Linked DNA regions of Mus musculus: region 2 is linked to region 1. The links are chromatin contacts, called in public Hi-C maps. All regions are on one chromosome and are shown on one strand. The core of a region is the stretch at or near the end of the contact, and the rest is flanking DNA. Distances in the headings are between cores, read along the strand shown.

Region 1 (6,494 bases), core at 2,698-5,197:
CTTACTTGCTTATTTATGCATAAATGAAATGCATTTATGTAATCACTTGCATTCCCTCTGAAAGAAGCAAAGGAATACTTACATATAATGCCTTAAATTCTTCAGTGAAAGGAGTTTTACAATGCTGGTTAAAGGATAGACAGTTACTCTATAATATTTTCCTCCTTATTTAAACTCCAGGGAGAATGCGTGTGGAAATAAAAGTCAAGAAATTTCTGAAAATGCTAATTTGGGGGTTGAATACGATGTGAATTCAATCTTTTCAAAACTCAACAATTAACAGTCATTTGACTTTAATTTACTTCATGCCAACATACTTGGCAATACTTAAAAAAAAATGGGACCCAAGTTTGTTTTAGGCTTAAAAGATTACAACAAAAAGAATTACATGGTCTTTTTATTATCAAAGTGAACCTGTCAGATACTGTGAACACATTGAACAGCTGTGAAACTTGGGAAAAGCTATGCCTTTAGAGGATTATAATGCTCCATTTACCAAGACAAAATAAAATATTTTACTACTTTTTTGGGGGAGGGGGGTAATCATCAGATTAATCCAGCCAAAACTGTGAGTCTCTTCTTTAAACAATGTAAGAAATGAATGATATAAAATCAAAACAAAGCAGGTTCATTTATGAAATAGTCCAAGCTTAGAATATCTCTAGTATAAGAAATGCAGATGGTAATTAGATCATCAACACTGTTTCTAACGGAGGCTTAGACATTCTTAAGAATTGAATTAAAAGTGTATCTACTTAGGTGCTATGGAGAAAGGTTTTTGTTTGTTTTGTAGAAGAGCACAGTGGGTAGTATAAACCTGGATACCAATTCATTGGAAAGCCAGCTCAACAATGTCATACCAGAGAAATTCGGTGTGTAGCGTGCACCAGCGCTGCCCTTTCGATGGTGTCCCTGGACCTTCCACTACACGGTTCCTTCTGATTTGGTCAGCCAGCCAGTTTCCACTCCCGTTACGCATGACAAATTTATCCAGGAACACTAATTGACTTTCTGGGCCATAAAACCAGTTGTAATTTGAATCTGCAATGGCTACAGTTCTCTGAAACCCTGTGGGCGGAAAAAGTTTGAAAGATTGAATTTAAAACTGTATATTACTAGAATAGTCCAAACAATGATCACCACGTCTATTTTAAAATTACAATAAATAGTTTATCTTAGATAAAAGTAAACAAATCTGTGACATTCGTGGCCTGTGCCATACCAGATTTACTATAATCGCCTTGAAAGCTGGTATCTGTTGTTGGTAACAGTTGTGGCACACACTGGCTCCCTTCCTCACTCTCAATGCCCATGCTATGAATGATTAAGCTTGTATCTAGGACAGACACCATCAGATGTAGTCCTGAAGCTGTAATGAGCACTAGGATTTTCTGCATCTCAACTCGACTTCTAGGCCAAGCTAAGAATGTAGGGTGCTCAGGCCCACAACACCAAGAGGAAGCTTAACTCTCAGGTGCTCTAACATGCCCAGGATTACAGGTGAGGAGGCCACAACATCTTCCCCAACACCTGGAGTAACTGGCATCCCCAGGATCCAGGATCCCCCCCCCCTGCCCCCCATCCAGCCAGTGGCACGGGTTCCTTCTGGTCTGAACCTGCACTTTGAGCTGCTCTGCTCCTACAAGACCTAGAGAGAGCCCAGCTCCCAACTGCTCTGAACTGCCCAGGATCACAAGATCACAGAGGAAGCTCCACTCCCAAGAGATTAGACAAACCCAGGAGCACTGGAGCTCTGACACACTAAAGATCACAGCTGAGGCCACAACATCTTTCTCAACACCCACCGGAACTGGGACCCCCTCAGGAACCAGGGAAACACAAATCCCCACCCAGCCAGAGGCACAGGTTCCTTCCAGCTTGTACCTGTGCCCAGAGCAAACCCAGGGCTCTGACTCCCCACCCACTTCTGCAACACCCAGAGAGAGCTCGACTCCCAGGACCTCTGACACAACAGGATCTCAGGAGCTTGGTCACACCAGGATTTCAGGGCCCCAGAGGCAGCTTGATGCCCCGAAGCTCTGACACACCCAGAATCTCAGGATCCCAGGATCCCAAAATCACACGATCAGAGAGACAACTGAACTCTGAGTTCTGACACAACCAGGAGCACAAGTGGGACAGGTTCCAGTCAGAGAACAGTGAGGGCAAGTAGCACTAGAGATAACCAGATGGTGAAAGGCAAGCACAAGAATATAAGCAACAGAAACCAAGGTTACTTGGCATCATCAGAACCCAGTTCTCCCACTACAGCAAACCCTAGATAGCCATATTCCACCAGAAAAGCAAGTCACTAAACCCAGACACTATTGCAGATGCCAAGAAGTGCTTGCTGACAGGAGCCCGATATAGCTATCTCCCTGAGAGGCTCTGCCAGAGCCTGACAAATACAGAGATGGATGCTGGAAGCCAATCACTGGACTGAACATGGGGTCCCAATAGAGGAGTTAGAGAAAGGACTGAAGGAGTTGAAGGGGTCTGCAACCCCATAGGAGGAACAACAATATCAACTAACCAGACTCCCCAGAGCTCCCAGGGACTAAACTACCAACCAAGAGTACACATGAAGGAACCCATGGCTCCAGCCACATAGGTAGCAGAGGTTGGCCTTTGTTAGGCATCAATGGGAGGAGAGGTCCTTGGTCCTGTGAAGGCTCAATGCCCCAGTGTAGGGGAATGCCAGGGCAGGGAGGTGGGAGTGGGTGGGTGGGTGGAGGAGCACCCTCATAGAAGCAGAGGAAGAAGGGGATGGGATAGGAGGTTTCTGGAGGGCAAACTGGGAAAGGGGATAGCATTTGAAGTGTAAATAAAGAAAATATCCAATTTTTAAAAAGAAGAATGTAGGGTGCTTCAGTTTGGCTTCCAATAGAGTAAAACTGAATTTGCTTATCAGGGTGAAGACAAAAACTGAATTCCCAGGAAAGCCTCTGTTAATACATACTGCCAGAATACATACTTCCTTTAGGAAGTAAAAAAAGGCAAGAATCAGAGTCAGGTATCATTACTGGAGTTAGGGAAGAAAACCATCTTAGATGTCAGGTCACTTTCCCTTTGTTTTAGATGGGATCTCTTGCTGCTAACCACTGTGGATTCCAGGCTACATAGCCTACAACTTTCATTTCCCTAGACAAGTGTTGAAATAACAGATCCTGATACTGAGTCTGGCTTTGTATAGGTTCCAGAAATTCAATTCAAACCCAGGTTCCTGTACCTGCATGACAAGCATTGTACCTGTGCCAATTCTTGGCTGCTGCATTAATTTATGGATAACTAATCTAATAAGGGGAGAGCCTGTCTAGTCTACATACATATATACAGAGCACAAAGATTTAAATATTGTATTCTTTGTTTTATTCTAGAATCACTGTCTTTAGTTTTATTTCTTGTTGCTGAAGAAAAGGAATATAATGGAGAAAAGGCTTATGAGGATCACAATTTCTGGTTACAACCTATTATTGTGGAAAAGTCAAGGCAGCAAGAACTCAAAGCAGCATGTCACATTGCATTCGTAGTCAGAAGCAGAGAGCAGTGAATTGATGCATGTATACTAATGGTCAGCTACATTTCTCCATTCATGTAGTCCAGAAGCCCTTTCCTAGGGAATGGTGTCACTCACAGTGAGCAGATGATTTAATCATGACAATTACCACAGACATGTTCACACATCATCCTAATCTAGATAATCCTTCTTTGAGACTCAATGTTGTATCAAGCTGATAAAACTGTTATGGATTAAATATGAAATGTTCACCATAGGCTCATATGTTTGAACACCCAGTCCATAGCTGGTATCAGTGTTTGGAGAAGTTATGGAAGTTTTAGGAGTCTTGCTGGAAGAAGTATGATACTGGGGGACAGGCTTTGAGACTTTATAGCCTGGCCAAGCTTTCTGCTCTCTCTTTCTCTGGTTCCTATATATAGACATGATGTGTTCAGCCAACTTCCCCCTCCTGTTGTCAAGTCATCCTATCCTGTTGCCATGTCTTTTCTGTCATGATGGATTGATCCCTCTGGAATTATTATAAGCTAAAATACCTTCTTCTTTTCTAAGTAGCTTTTTGTCAGTGTATTTTATCAGAACAGAAAAGAAACTAGGATATCAGAATTATAAAAAATTGTATTTCCCAAGGGAAGAAAATTTACCCTGATGAAAATTTACTTCCTAAATTTTCTGATCTTAGTCTTGCTTTAGAAAGGAGAATTATAAAGATGTCTTAGAAATGAGTAAGTTAGCAAATCATATAAATAATTATACACATTTTTAGATATACAACGAGATAGGAGATTATCACTAAAGTTTCATAGCATTTTGTTTTGTTCTCTATATTCTGTAACATATATTACAATATTTAATTATATATAGTGGTATTTTGTGGTTATATTACTTTTTTCTTTCTAGGATTAAACCAGGGTCTTATGTTTAGCGAGCATTCTACCACTGGCTTACTAAAACACTCAAAGAAAACACTAAGCTTCAAATGCTATATATATTTTTTTCTACTATTTATTTCAAATCTTTACAGTTTGAATGAAAAAGCTTAAAACCCAAATCTACAATAGTCTTAAGCACAGATCTCAGAAAAAGAAGGGAAGTGCAATCATTAATGCCTATATCTTGTTTAGCTTCATGAAAACAAGTTTATGGCTATCAAGTTTAAATACATAATGGAAGTGCTATGGCAGGAGAGAAATGACACTTGATCCATTATATTCCAAATAAAATACTGAAACTGCAAAGCTTCATTTGTGCTCCCAAAATTTTAATGTCTTAAAATTTTCTTGGATGAAAAAGAAACTTGCATCTCAGTAGACAAGCCTCCCCACCCTATCCCCAAGCTCATTTCTTTGTCAACTCTAGCTCATATTCATAGTCAGAAATGATGTTTTCCTTTTTCACTATACCTGGCAAGATGGTCCTATACATAAAGGCAAAGTGTTGCTTAAGCCATGGATGGCCAAAGTGGTTGATGTCAAAGTGCCTCTGAACAAGAAACATGTACTGGAACAGGGATCTAGTGGTATAGCTGCCGTATGCAACTCCTTCATAGAGAGAGCCATCTGTCACCTCTCGCAGCAAGACCAGAGACTTCTCCATGATGCTTAGAACTTGCTTGGTCCATAAATAGGCCTCCTGAAGGTACCCTGAAAGATGAAAATAATGACTAAAGGCTAAAACAGAACATGACTAAAAATATGTGTACATGTTTTACACAAAACTCTACAGTGAACCTGAACAGAGTATATGATTACAAATCACACATTTTTTTAATGCTCTTGTCAACATGATAAATAACACCCTTTCCTACTTTGTCCATGATGTGTAGGTTAAGAAGTTTTAAAACATTTACTATTACATTATTAAATACTATTTGATATGTATATTAAATATTTACTATTAGATATTAAGATTAATAAATATTAAGTATTTACTATGAAATATTAAGTATTACTAGCAAGTAGGCCATTTACTAGTTAAATAAACCCTTCAGTGAGAACCAAGTAATTATTCAATTTTTAATAAACTAAAGTCTCTCTCTCTCTCTCTTTCACACACACACACACACACACACACACACACACACACACACACACACACACACACACTGCATTACAACTTGCATGGAAATTTGGTATATGCTTTCCTAAAAGTTCTTAAATATGGTTTTTGGGTTTTTGTTTTCTGGTTTTTGTGTTTTGGTTTGATTGATTGATTGATTGATTGATTGATTGATTGGAAGGTCATCACTTTTCCAAACTTCTGACATAATAACCCACAAAAATACTTTCCTTAGCCTGTCCCATCACAGGAGACAACTCTGATTTTTCTGTGCTTTCAGATTTCACAGAATGATGAGGTAGAAATTTAATAGTGACATGAATCAGCTAGGAAATCTAAGTTTGTCAAGGGCGAGCCTTGTGACTGTGAGTAGGTTTTCCTTCACAGGATCACATTGTTTAATTTTTCCACTGAAGATTATGTTCACAAAATCCTTAGATAGAGAAATGTGAGCTTTCCAGAACTCTCCCACTTAAGTAACAGTAACCCCTCTTGTTACAGTCTATACAGCACTGAACAGATTTAATCCTTTCAACAAGCTGTTTTACCCCTTATTGTTCCCACACTACAGAAAAGTTGGCTTATTCCAGGCCTTGAGTCCATGACTCAAAATGAGCAGAATTCTAATCTGAACCTAAGGTTTGAAGCCTTGCTTGTTTTGGTGGCTCATTTTAGACACTCACAGTAACAGGAAAAGGATGAGCTTTCTGCCTTCTAATATGGTGGAGACTGTTACTTACCTTATAAGCATGTGTGCCCTGCCTCTGCTGATCACATTACCACAGGACTGCTAGGCAATGGGCTAGCTTGCCAGGTCAGCAGTGACTCCAGGTCCCAGCATACACCATGTCCCTCAGGCCCGAAGGATCATCCTGCCCTCATACTTTGCTGTACAGAGGTAGCCAGTGCTATCTGGTTC
Region 2 (6,009 bases), core at 2,694-5,193, 90 kb after region 1:
GGCTCTGAAGTTTAATCTGATGGTGTCTTTAGCTTAACCTCCCTTTCCCTTATGGGTCACATGGTGAGAGCAAAGAGAGAAGAATCCATAAAAAATGTCTTAAATTTTCTACGAGGACATAATCTGGTTAAACCTTGGCTTGCTGTTGTTTGTGCCTCAAGGACCAACAGCTTACTCTTTGTGATGTGCAATTTACTAAGTGATGGTGATAAACCAGACTACACTGGTGAAGGACAAAGCTTCAGGAGGAAGGTGAAGGATGAAGGACAGCTGCAGGGACCTGTCCACAACGTTTCTGTTCCTTGTTTGTCTGTTTCCCTCGTGTTTACTACATGCACCATAAACTTCAATCACAGTTTTCTTTATGGACCCCACCAATCTTTCTTATGGTTGAAAGGCCTATGCAGGAGGTCACTTATATATAGATGACTTCTAGGGTGAGCTTTGTGAACATCGTGAGAGTCTAACTGTACAACTAACCATCTTTTTGAATAGTCTACTTAGGTCTGTTTTAGTTTGGATTCTTCCTTCTTTGGCTTCTTCCTCTCTCTCTCTCTCTCTCTCTCTCTCTCTCTCTCTCTCTCTCTCACACACACACACACACACACACACACACACACACACACTTTCCTCATTTAGACTCTGACACATTTTACTTTCCTTTCCATTAAGTTTTCACCTAAATTCATGCTCTAAAACTTAGTCCTGTTTCAGGGACTGCCTAATAGACTTGTGTTTGACAAATGAAGAGAGAACGTTACAGTTTCTTGGCCAAATGAAAGAGGCACAGAGTCTGATTAAAGTGAGTCAGGACTTGGCTGCCTCAGCATTCACCCTGAGGACATAGGGTGCTAGGACACTAAATGACAGCCCAGGCAGGACACTATAACACTCTTGGTACAAGCAGCCTGTAAGACATTTCGTGTGTGTGTGTGTGTGTGTGTGTGTGTGTGTGTCTCAAAGGAGAAACTATGTGGTGGAAACACTTATGTCATATTTTCTTCTCTCTTTTCCACAACCTCTACTCCTCAGGCTTCCTGCCTTCCTCTTCTCAAATCTCTAGGGTGAGCCCTGTCTCCTAATTACCACAGTGATAGTCCCAGAAAATGACTTAAATGTTTGCCTTAAATGATAAAAAATATATAAAAATGGACTGTATATTTATGAAGTAGAGCTATGAAATAGAGAGTTGTTGTCCTTAAGTAGAAGACAATTCCACAACACAAAATCAGAGTGTGATGAAGAGAAGTGTGCAAGAGACCATCTTTACACATCCTAGTTGCTATGCAAAGTATTAAGTTTTGTGTAGAAAAACAAACAAAAACCCAAAAAAACAAAAAAACCAAACAAACAAAACAGCAGATTAAAAGTACAAGGATAGAAAGAGCATTGCTTTGTGTAGTTGCTCTAATCTAAAAGAGAGAGGGGCTATGTCTTTCATGGAAGTGTGCCCATGAGTGAAAGAGATGAGATCTTTCAGATCACTGCTTGAAGAAGCGATAACTGATCATGCAAGGCACAACTTGTGGTGGGCATTATTTGAAATCATCCAGAACACACCCCACATTAGCAGTAAAACAATATTGGAAAGTGAGGCCTTGAAAATCTCAAAGCTCAGGCAACTTGAAGACTTACACAGACTTGTTCTTTGTAGAAAACTCACCTCTTTACAGGGAGGACTCTGGCGTCTGGGGGGACTCCTCTGATGCTACCAAACATAACCCTGGGCTAGTGGACACCTGGTCTTAGTCTCTCCCCTGGGCAGGTTTCTTCCTTTAAATTCTACTTCTAAAATCACACACAGCCTTATAACGGGTGGTGTGCGTCTCTATTTGCTCTCCAACTGTCATGCGAAGGAGTCAGAACTACTCTTCGTTAGTGCCCTGAAGTACAAATATAAAAAGGGATCAGCTGGTAGGAGGCAGCGTGTACATCCATATACAACCAACGGAGGAGCCTGCACTACACACAATTTTGGCAAAATGAATGGACAGCAAGGGACCGCTAGAAGAGTAACTTAACATCTATGAGGCAAAGAGAAGGGTAAGGCTATCAGTGAAATGGGACAAAGGGTTGAGTCTCAGCTTGTTTGCTTCAGACTTGTTGAATATGAATGAGAGGGGACAATGGGTGGTAGGGCCCACATGGTGTTGGCCTGCTACTGGCCTTTGCCTAAGCCAGGTTCTCTTTGTGTTTTATACACATCATTGCTCACACGCAACCCTCAGGACCTCATACAGGCCAGACTTATGTAACCTCTTTCCACCCTGCTCTTCAAAGGCAGCTATGTTTACCCTGACTTTAGGGTAACAGCTCAGAAAACTCACAGATTCAATTTGAAAAGCTATAAAAGGGGGGTGGCATGCAGTGAGGGTTTCACGTGAGGCTATTTGACCTTGCTGTAACTGGTCTAAACTGCCAGCTTTCATTCACTGTTACAACAGAAAAGGGAAAATAAGCAAAATGTCTTTGTCGCTAGATCCTGCAATTTGTTGCATATGTCTTGGCTTCAAGCCCAAAATTAAAGAAAAATCTGTCTACTCGCCAATGGCAGGATGACAACATAATATATTAAAGTCACATCAAAGTGGTCACAGAGTTAGCAGGAAAGGGAGCCAGCAGACAGCTCTGAGACTTTGGTTTCCTGTATAGGTGGGAAGAAACTCCTTGAGGTCCTGGGAAGACAAACAGGTGGGTTCTTGAAGCTGCTGAGTTGCTTCTCATAAGTAGGAAAGCCTTTTCTCTTTTGCTTCATGATTTGCTTCTGAGGATTATTAATTAGCTATAGCTTTGCTGCGTGGGGCAGGGAAACAACAAGGGACCCAGAAAGGAGGAATAAGTCAGACAAACCAACCACTAAAAATAGCTACTCATTTAAAATGCCCCTGTAAGTACAATTGGGGCATTAGACTGGGATGTGAGAAACAGAAAGACCAAAAACCCAGTAACAATGAAAAAGACATTATAAAAACATGCACCCAGGACAGACAGGATGGTGTGCATCTTCCCTCATAGGAGTCCCACACAAAATTAACTACAACTCAGAACCAACTTACATCTCTCTTGAACTATGAGTTATATCAACTGATACGCTGTGCTTTTATGTTTTAAAATAAGTTTCCCATTATTTTTAAGTAGACTTAAATTATCTTCAGAATCTCTTAGTTTGTTGGTGCTGTTCACTACACATGAAATGCTGTGGAATTCTATTATGTTAGAACCAAAATGAATGAAATACATTATAGTAACACGAAGTTTTGGAAACGTGATAAAAATAAGTACATTTTGGGCTGGAGAGATGGCTCAGCCGTTAAAGGCTAGGCTCACAACCAAAAATAAGTACATTTTGTAAAACTTGCAGAAGTCAGTTCTTTCCTTCTGTTATGTGGGTCCTGGGGATTGAACTCCGGTGGTCACGATTAGCCGCAATCACCTTACCTACTGAGCCATCTCACTTGCCACTTGTTTCTTTTTTTTTTAATTTCATTTTTAAAATTTATTTATTTATTTATTTTGTGAGTACGTATTGTGTGAATGCACGTTACACAGTACATGTGTGCAGGTCTGAGCATATCCTGTGGAAGTTGGTTCTCTTTATCTACAATGGATAGAGACTGAATTCAGATCAGGCTTGGTGGCAGGAGCCTTTACCTGCTGAGCTATATATATATATATAAAACTCCCCATCTTTTTTTTTTTTTGGAGCGCTCTCTCCCTGGCCTGAAACACACCAAGTAAGCCAGGCTGGACAGTGGACCCCAGGCTTCTGTCTGTTGCCACCTTTCCAGGAGTTTTCAGGTGTGTACACTATTATTTTACTTATGCATACAGATGCTTTGCCTGAATGTATATTTGTGCACCATGTTTGATGCCTGTGGAGGCCAAAATAATGCACCAGATCTCCAGGAGCCAGAGTTATAGATGATTTTGAGTTACCATATAAGTGTGGGAAATCAAGCTTGGATCCTCCAGAAGAGAAGCCAGTTATCATACCACTCATCAGTTTCTCCAGACCCATGTCTGGAATTTTTGTTTTAAAAATATGAATTCTAAAGATTGGACTCATTCCTCATGTTTGTACAAGCGTTACTCCCATTATCTATACAGCTTGGACAAGAACATTTAAAAACAAGTCTATGCATAATTAAAGCATACAATAATAGCACTATAATTTCTTGGCTACATTTCTAGTGAAGAAATACTCATTACCAAGTGTGGCATAGCCGAGTTTTGTGGTAGGTCTAATTTTAGCTTTTTGAGGAAGCTCCACATTGATTGATGTTCATAGTGGCAGCACTGCTTTGTCCTTCTCCCACCACTGAAGAATTGTTCCTCTTTACGTTCACAGCCACATCCCCCCCCCCACCCCCCAACTTAGTCATCTGACTCAAGTAAGATGAAGTATCATAGTAGCTACAATTTGAATTTCCCTATTGGCTCAGGATGTTGAGCAATTTTTTAAAAATGCTTCTTGGACATTTGTGTTTTATCTTTTGAGATTTCTCTCTTAACTTCCATATCTATTTTTTAAAAATTGAGTTGTTTGTTTTCTTGATGTTTAGTTTTTTTTTTAATTCTGTGTATATTTTAGATACTAACCCGCTGTTACATGTAGAGCTGGTAAAGAATTTTTTTTTTTCATTTTGTAGGCTGTATCTTCACTCAAGTAATGGTGTCCTTTGCTGTACAAAAGCTTTTTAGTTTCTGGAAGTTCCACTTATTAGTTGATCTTAATGCCTGTGCTATCAGGGTCCTATTCAGAAAGCCCTCCTGAGACAATGAATCCAAGTGTGTACTCACTACTTTCTTCTCTAACAGATTCCGGGTATCAAATGTTATGCTGAGGTTCTTGATTCAGGGAAGGTAGAGGAGGGAATATGGTGATGGATAAATAAAACTAAAGTCCTATGGGAATCTACTATTGTAGAAGTTTCTAAACACACACACACACACACACAAACACAAATAGTTAAAATGTATTTACCCTACAATTGGGCAACCAATGTCCCACTAGACAGCCCAGGCTAATGAATAAAAATCTTTGTGCTAGGTATGGGTTATCTCCTCTGGAGTCTTTTGTCAGTGAGGTCCCCTTACCCTCCAAATATTACAGGCTATTGTCAGTGCTCTTGGTTACCTGCCAGAACTTGATAATAATACCCTCTTGCTGAAGATACCACATATTTGAACCATAGAATAGGGAGAAATCAAGCTTGCCCTGATCTGGAAGCTTAATCTCTACTGGCTAGCTTCCATAGTGCTGGAAGGAACTCTGCATGGTACTAGAGGAGAAAAATAATCATCACTCTTGTAGCATTCCAACTGTGAATCCTACAAGCTGCAATAATGGCTTGTCTGGCAACAATAGCCACTGGTGCAATAATGGCATGAGCATCATCATGGAAGTAACCATTTTTGGGTTGACCTACACTATATGAATACCTATTGTAGAAATTGCCTAATTCACAGCATACACACACACACCACATACATGCACAAAGTGGACCATCATTATTGGACCATGGACCTGTGGTTAGATAGGTTATAGGCCACAGAAGAGAACATACTACTACTATACAGCTAAATTGACATAGTATTAAAAACAACCAATGACTTGTTGCTATACCCACAGATTAATGCACCCTTCAACATTCATAAGAGAAATTTCTATTTTCAGTAGATGGTGATTAACTGAGAACCATGACTGTTCACCATTCAGAGATTAAGAGACTGCAGAATGCTCAGCCCTAAATGAAATGTAGATAGCATGTTTTGTCCTCCTAACACTTGGGAATCATTGCTGAAGAGACTATGAAAAAAAGGTAAGAGCCAGAGGTAGTGAATGGAAGCACTATTTTCTGGACACAGCTTGGTAGTTGTAGGTATGAACTCAGCAGTTGTGACAGCATGCACAAGACCTTTGGAAGCTCAAGTTAGATAAAATCCCAACCTGGAGAGAAGTCAGTTTTCTTTAAGAATATAATCCCTGGTGGGCCAACCACCCTTCCA

The links. A called contact is a pair of places that touch in the nucleus more often than the background predicts.
Region 2: a contact with region 1 is called in a Hi-C map of bone marrow-derived macrophages, with 1.9 times the contacts expected there. The contact joins two enhancer-like sites. A contact is called at or near these places in 3 of 15 datasets of contacts at CTCF or cohesin (CD8 T cells, embryonic stem cells and pro-B cells), 29 of 484 Hi-C or Micro-C datasets (the 63-12 cell line, the AML12 cell line, B cells and 11 more), 6 of 115 datasets of contacts at active chromatin or transcription factors (bone marrow-derived dendritic cells, embryonic stem cells and memory CD8 T cells) and 3 of 9 other capture datasets (adipose tissue, liver and pancreatic islet).

What each region holds. Positions count from the first base shown.
Region 1 is chr10:34,155,049-34,161,542 of GRCm38.p6, forward strand. It overlaps Dse (dermatan sulfate epimerase), which reads right to left. Exons shown (of 6, transcript NM_172508.3): 4 at 4,921-5,160; 5 at 861-1,068. Among named protein-coding and RNA genes, the nearest start is that of Calhm6, 30 kb to the left of the region's middle. Within about 2 kb of position 3,948, at least 4 of the 459 cell types and tissues checked have an H3K27ac peak or open chromatin away from gene starts, as enhancers often do. A contact at or near this core is called in bone marrow-derived macrophages, where this site is marked.
Region 2 is chr10:34,245,463-34,251,471 of GRCm38.p6, forward strand. The region is part of intron 1 of Gm26564 (a long non-coding RNA gene); the gene reads right to left. Among named protein-coding and RNA genes, the nearest start is that of Tspyl1, 34 kb to the right of the region's middle. Within about 2 kb of position 3,944, at least 35 of the 459 cell types and tissues checked have an H3K27ac peak or open chromatin away from gene starts, as enhancers often do. A contact at or near this core is called in bone marrow-derived macrophages, where this site is marked.